Linked DNA regions of Mus musculus: region 1 is linked to region 2. A link is a contact called in public Hi-C data. All regions are on one chromosome and are shown on one strand. Each heading gives the region's core, a stretch centred on a gene start, on an enhancer-like site or on the middle of the called end of the contact. The rest is flanking DNA. Distances are from core to core; before and after follow the strand shown.

What was found. Hi-C and Micro-C count contacts between places; a contact is called where the count stands out from the background.
Region 1: a contact with region 2 is called in a Hi-C map of liver, with 2.8 times the contacts expected there. The contact joins two enhancer-like sites. A contact is called at or near these places in 2 of 484 Hi-C or Micro-C datasets (both in liver).

What each region holds. Positions count from the first base shown.
Region 1 is chr16:24,303,500-24,306,965 of GRCm38.p6, forward strand. No RefSeq gene overlaps it. Among named protein-coding and RNA genes, the nearest start is that of Gm38456, 9.0 kb to the left of the region's middle. Within about 2 kb of position 2,037, at least 4 of the 459 cell types and tissues checked have an H3K27ac peak or open chromatin away from gene starts, as enhancers often do. A contact at or near this core is called in liver, where this site is marked.
Region 2 is chr16:24,481,572-24,485,384 of GRCm38.p6, forward strand. All of the region lies in intron 3 of Lpp (LIM domain containing preferred translocation partner in lipoma), which reads left to right. Among named protein-coding and RNA genes, the nearest start is that of Gm24440, 77 kb to the left of the region's middle. Within about 2 kb of position 2,435, at least 28 of the 459 cell types and tissues checked have an H3K27ac peak or open chromatin away from gene starts, as enhancers often do. A contact at or near this core is called in liver, where this site is marked.

The DNA of each region.
Region 1 (3,466 bases), core at 787-3,286, 180 kb before region 2:
TCTCAATTTAGTATAATGGCTATAGGTTTGTCATAGATCGTCTGTATTACTTTTACATATGTCCCTGGTTTCTTCTGGCCTTTTACAGGAAAGCAATGTTGAACTTTACCAAAGGCCTTTTCTGAATCTATTAAGATGATCTTGGGAGGTCTTCTCTGAGGTCTACTTATGTGCTGTATTATATTTATTAACTTAAATGTTAAACAATCCTTGAACGCAAAGAACTGGATCATGCTATAGGGCTTTTGTAGTGAGCTCTTGAATATGATTTACAAGAAAGTGTCTATTAGGAAGACTTCTATCTTGTTTTCTTTCTTTGTTTTGTTCTTACCAGTCTTGGTGATGGGGCAATACTGGGTATTTTGAATGAGTTTTCTAGTGTCCTTTCCCTTTCTATACTGTGGCACAGTTTCAGGAGTTTTGAAGTTATCTCAGAAAATGAATTCAGCAGTGGGTCCCTTAGTCCAATTTTGGGGGCTCACGTGTGTCTATGAATTTGTCCTTTTCTTATGGATTTTCCAGTTTGAGAGGACCTAAATTTTCAAAGTATTACTTAATGTTCCCTGGAGGGAACCTGTTGCAACTACCCCCTTTCTAATCTCTAGTTTTCACTTTGAGAATTCTTTTTGGTCTGTTTGGCTAGTGATTTGTCAATCTTGTTTATCCTTTCAATGGATTTAACTTTTTGTTTGATCAATTCTGTGGACTTTTATTAAGTGTGTACATCATATTGTGTAAATATGTAAGTACATAATCTTTATTGTTATTATTTTTTTACCTGATGCTTTAGGGTACGGCTGGTTCTTGTTTTTATGAAGTCATGAGTTATATATGACTGAGTTAGCATTGACTATCAACTTGACGCAGCCTAGGATCATCAGAAAAAGAATATCAATTGAATAATTGCTTTCAATGAAGCTGGTCTATGCACATAACTGTAATGAGTTGTCTTGAACATTTTAACTGCTTTAAAAAAACCAAGGTTACCATGGGTGGCACCATTGTATAGGCAGGGGCTCCTAGACTGTAAGAAAATTTAGCAAAGGGTCCGAAGATATGGGCAGTGATTAAGAGCATTTACTATTCTTGCAGAGGACCCAAGTTCAGTCCCCAGCACCCATGTCAGTGGCTTACAATGCCTATAACTCCAACTCCAGAGCATCTGGACACTTCCTGTGGCCTCTCGGGGTACTCGCATACCTCTTTACAAATATAAACACAGAAACACATACATACCTATAATTAAAACAAAACAAAATAAGAAAACTAGCTAAGTATAAGCCTGTGGATGCACCATAAAGGAAGAATGAGTGAGCCAAGGAATTAGCTGGCAAGCAGCTTCCCTCCACGGTCCTGTCTCTTGCTTTCTGCCTTGAGTTCCTAACCTGACTTTGTTCAATGGTTGATTGTGCACCATGAGCCAAATAAGCCTTTCTTTCCTCTAAAGTACTTTTTGGTCGTGGTATTTTATCAAAGCAGTAGAGAAGTTAACCAATACAGTCAGGTTATTTACTTGAGATCTCTCTGGTACTTTGTGAGCACAGTCACTTATAGCTATAAGCTGCCCTCTTAGATCAGCCTTAGCTGTGCCAGTGGGGTTTCTAACGGGTTGTACTTTCATTGGAACCTGTTCTGGGCACATTTTAATTATCTAAATGGCTCACTGTTTGTAAAAGAGCATATTAGCCAGTCTCCATATGTTTTGTAGCTTCTCTTGTTATTGGCTTCTAGTTTTTCATTATTTGTTTTTTTTATAGCAGGTCTTCCTGCAGACCTGCCAGTGGTATAATGACACGGGTGCTTTTAAAATAGCTTAAAGCTCAGCCCTTCAACTGGGGCAGTCTCCAGCTACCTCATCCAGCTTATCCTGACGATCTTGCCTATGACCTACCACATGACTAGATCTACATCTTTCTTTGCTCCCCATCTGTTCCCTTTGGTGTCCCTTCTCTGACTCTCCCATTGCTGCATTCTTTCCCTTCATTCTCTCTGTCCAGAAGTTCCACCCTCCTCCTTCCTGCCCAGTTATTGGACATCAGATGTTTATTACAGCCCATCACTAGTGAGACAATCTCTGATACAATTCTAGGTTGCCCTGGGCATGTGAGGAAGGACAAATATTTACAAAACAGAAAAATCCAGTGTCAGGCCAGAGAACTGATAGCACCAAAACCCTGCCAGCACTCAGCTCTCTGCCAGTGCAGAATTAACCATTGAAAATGCAGAGTCACCCATTGTGAAGAAAAGTTATCGCTACACTTTGGATTTGACTCCTTTATTTTATGTTCATGAGTGCTTTGCCTATATACATATCTGTATACCATGTGCATGCCTGGTGACCTAGAAGTCAGAAGAGGGCATCAGTTCCCCTGGAACTGGAGTTACAGACAGTTGTCAGCTGCCATTTGGGTGCTGGGTCCTCTGCAAGGTCAAGTGCTCTTAACACTGACCAACCTGGCCTGCCCTTTCACTTCTAGTTTTAATCCATCATGACCTGAGAAAATATAAGAAAGTAGTGTAATTTTCTTGTTTTGTTTTGTTTTGTTTTTTAGTTACTTTATATCCTGATCACATCTTCCCCTCTCACCTCTCCTCCCAATCTCCCCCTCTCATCTCCTCCCTCTCCACCCCCATTGTCCCATCCTCTCTTTCTCTTCAGAAAAGGGATATCCTATCCATTTGGCCCATCACTGGATTTTCTACAGATATCAACCCTCCTTGGCATAGCAATTTGTGGCTAAACTAGGCCCATCTTCTCTTGCGGAAGCTTCACAAAACAGCCCAGTTAAGGGAAAGGGATCCAAGGATGGTCAACAGGTTTCAGAGACAGCCCCTTCCTCTGTTGTCAGGACACCCACATGAAGACTGAGCTGCACAATTGTTACCTCTGTACTGAGGGCCTAGGTCCGTCCCATGCATGCTCTCTGGCAATTCAGTCAACTTGGCCATATGGGCCAAGGTTAGTTGATTCTGTAGGTTTTCTTGTGTTGTTCTTGACTTCTCTGGCTCCTTCAATCCTTCCTCCCCCTCTTTCTTTGAATTCCTCAAGCTCTGACTAATGTTTGGCAGTGGGTCTCTGCATCTGTTTCCATCAGTTGCTGGGTGAAGCCTGTCAATGAGAGTTATGCTAGGTTCCTGTCTGCAAGTACAGCTTGGCCAACAGTCATCAACTGGTCATTCCCTCAATTTCTGTTCCATCTTTACCCCTGTATATCTTGTAGGTAAGACAAATTTTGGCTCTAAGGTTTTGTGGCCGGGATGGCATCCCAGTACCTCCACTGAAAGTCTTTTCTGGTTGCAAAAGATGGCTAGGAGTCTTAGCTATGGTCACCCACAAAGATTCCTGGGGATTTCCATTGGTCTGTGTTTCTAGCTCATCCCAGAGATGTCCCCTTCTCTCTCCCCATACTCTCTCTCTCTCCAACCTCCCCCTACTTATCCCTCCTGCTCCTTTCATCCACCCCTG
Region 2 (3,813 bases), core at 1,185-3,684:
ATCATTTTAAAGTGTTTTGTACTCTTTAATTAATCAATTGAAATATTAACATAAAATTATGAGTAAAATGTTACAATGATGGTTGTGCAAGCTATTTTATGGATAAAACATCTCATTAACAATAGATGTAGTTAAACAATTAAAGAAATTGGTGGTTCATATATATTTAGAGTAACTAAATTTCAGTTAATCTGGGAAGAACAGTATATCCTTTTGAAGCCATCAAGTGATTATGAAATATGAATCGAATGGCAATATTTTCATGAGCTTAGATTGTATTATAATTATAATGGTTATAGGACTGCTTGATGAATTCATGTGTAACATTAAACAGAATGACCATTAAGAAATATTTTAAATTTTAATTATTTCACTTTACCTCAGGCCATAAATCTTTTAAGAAAAAGTCTACTTAAGAATTTCACATGTAGTAATTGAAGGGACGGAGTTGCTCTATCCCTCAGAACTCTAATCAGGAAACTTTCTGTTATTCTTAGAGGAGTTCAGATGAGGACATTTGGTGATGGACTTTAGGCATGGCTTTGGCTGAATACTGTAAATACATTAAGCCATTTGGTGATGGATCAATCCTTGTGGCAATAGATCTTTATTTGTCTAGGGAGGTGCCAGTGCCACTGGGGAAGGTCCTCAGCGTCCTTGGACCAGTTTACCTATAAATGGCTTCCATATCCACTACCTTCTCATCCTCTTGCCTGTTTCAGATGTGTGTGTGTACACACGTATGTACATATATGACCTATACATTGTTTGTCTCCTGCATGTACTTCTAGTCTTTGTTTTCAGCAGATAATCTTGTCATGGAACACAATTTGTAGAGCATTTTATATCCTCATGTTAATTTATTTGCTGCATAATCACTGTGATGTTAACATCATAGCTAATCTTGGATATACTGGAAAAAAACATGTTAGACATACACTGTAATTTTCCACTTTGCAGATGTGGAAACTGAGGCTTGGAGAGGTTGAGAGGACCCTTGGAATAGGAGAGTGTATTTATTTGCTGTTTGCTTAGCTCACTGCAAAATCAATGTGTTAATTACCCACTGCAGTTCTCCAACACCAAGGGCTGGAGACTCAGCTTGTTCACCTCTCCCTCTGCCGTCATGAGTAGAATATGACAAGGTTAGCCCTGGGCCCCCTTTGCAAGAAGAGACCCTTGATTGGTGTTTTCAAGGGTCTGCCGAGAGGTCCAGCCAGTCCCGACCTTGTCATTACAAGAAGCTCATTCTTGAAGCAAAGCCAGGGAAACAGATGTTGCAAGAGAGCGGGCTTTTCTGGAATATTCCTGTGATCCCCGTGCTCAGTGGTCAGTGCTTCCACCTAGCCATCACGCTCTCCCATGGCTGCATGGTAAAATCACCTGGGAGCTTTGGATTCATAACCATGGTTAGGTTTCCCCTTTTAGGTTGGTACTGGAATGGGCTGGGTTGAGGCCCTGGGTCTTAGCTTTCTTCTGCCTGTCTCCTTAGGGAGGAGAACACCTGCTTCTTGTTTTCATTCCTTTTTTTGATGTTTTGAAACCAGCAACCAGTCAATATCACAATGTTACTTACTGAGAGTTTATTTACTGAGCCCTTTTCAGGTGTCCAAGGCAGTGGAGAGGATGGTATAAGAACGGCATGAGTGTACGTTGAATCGAGTGGGCCATCCAGACTGTATCAGTGAGAGCCACCTGAAGACAGAGCAGTGGCCTTTGTCATCTTCCCTTCTTCACTACTTACCTCCACACCAGATTGGCAACCCTGGCCGGATGTCATTTCCAGTCATGAAGTGTCATTCCCCACAGTTGTACTCCGGAGCATACCATGTCTTGTTTACAGTGACTGGGATATTTGTTTGTAGTGTCTCCCTTTTGCTTCCTGCACCAACTTGAATTTACAAAAGATCCACTTCAGTTGTCATGCTCCCTAGGCGCATCCAGTGCATACAGTGACAGTCTGCCTTTCTGCTGTGGAAATACCCAAAGTCCGTCGCCTGTCACTGTGTGTTCTCTCCAAAATTAAGGTCATTCTTCATTGCCCCTGGGTGCCAGCCAGCTGAGCTGTACCCTGGCCTTGGATCTGTCCCATCCCGACTTGTTCCGGTACCTCCTGGTGGTGGAACACTCACTGTCCTGAAGCCACCTGTCATTTTCCCAGCGAGAAATAATCTTCCCTTCACTAGAGCCACACACTGCTCCGAGGGGGAACATTTAGGACTCATCACATTGTACCTCGAGCGTCTGCCACTGTCCACTTCAGGAGGGTGGGGTAGCCTCTGCTTACTTCTGGCACCTTCTGCCGTGCCAGGAACATGGGACTCATTCCAGCATGGATTCCATGAGTAACTGGATCACTTTTAGTCCATCGCAGCAGTTGTACAGAGTTAGCCTCCTGAGCTCTTGGAAGCTCCGGCGAGCATGTGCAAAAGGTCTACTGTGAGGAAGCAAAATCCAGTGACCTAGTTACAGCCTGTTCCCTGCACTCGTGCCTCTGAGGCAGCCCCAGCTTCAGCTTGAAGAGAGATGCTGTCTCTTCAAGGTGCTGGTTGTTGGCATATCTTCCTATGGGGCCACCACCTTCTTCTTTTCTTTTAAATATGATAACAATGAAATGTCATGTAGAAAATCCAATAATTGCTGACTAGAAATCAAAAAGAAAACAAAACTCACCGTGAGCACTTCTAGTTAGAGCTATGAAGCCTGCGCTTGTTTGATCGATGTAGCATTGTAGGGGTATCCTGTGCTGGTGTGTGTCAGTAATAACTGGTAGAGATGGTCGCTGGTTCTATAGGTAGACTGTTTTCATTCTCAGCACAAAAACTGAGCTACAACACATACTGTCACCATTGCTCTGGTGCCAAAGTGGATTTCGTGGTGGCATAGTGATTAAATATCTAGTATTTCAAAGGGCTTGGGTGTCCTTTTTGTGCCTGAGCTGTGCCCCAGCAGCAGCTATATGAAGAAAGCTACAGAACAATGAAATCAACGCGACTGGAGTTCAACACACCGTTTCTGTAGCATTTGGTGTGTAACCTTATGACGGGCAGGGTGTGGCCGACAGTGGGTGCTGGGAAGGCATGCTCTACCCTCTTTTTCTGTTTGGGATCCTAAGAGATTCCAAGGGCTTTTGTTCCTTTGAGGGAAGGTTCTGGAAGACTACAGCTGTCCCTATATTATCCTCATTTATAGTAATGGATCTTAGCTGAGCCAAGCTACAAATGGCAGGAGAGATTTCAAAGAGCATTGCCTAGTGGGGCTGCAGCTCAGTGGCAGAGCCTCTTTAGACCTTGGAGTCAATTCCAAGCACCGGAAAAGAAGAGAAAGAAAGGATACCGCCTTCCAGTGTGCCATGTTTAGCCTAGAGGTGTCTGGGATGGACAGTAAGACTTGGAGCATAGATGCCCTGCCACACCCTGAGGGCAAACGTGTGCTTTTTCCTCTGGAGTCTTTTGTTTTCTTCTAGTTTGCATTTTATTTTGTTCTCTTTTATTTCTAGATGGTCTTATCACTTGAATGATTTCTAAGCACTATAGTGAATTTGAAGCAGGGCAGGAAAATACAAAGTAGAAAATAAAATTTACCCCTGAATACATTCTGCTTTAATGATCGTTGTTAAATTTTTGGAAAAAAGTTTTCTAGCACCCTCGCCCCCCCCCCATTCCTTCCTACTCTCTCTCTTCCCCAGTGTGTCTAAATGTGCACGTGTGCACGTGCTCACATGTATGGCTATGTTTACAGTTTATTTATGTGAGGCATAAATAACCACAGTTTTCAATGCCATGAACTTTTTTACTAAAATGATATGTCTTG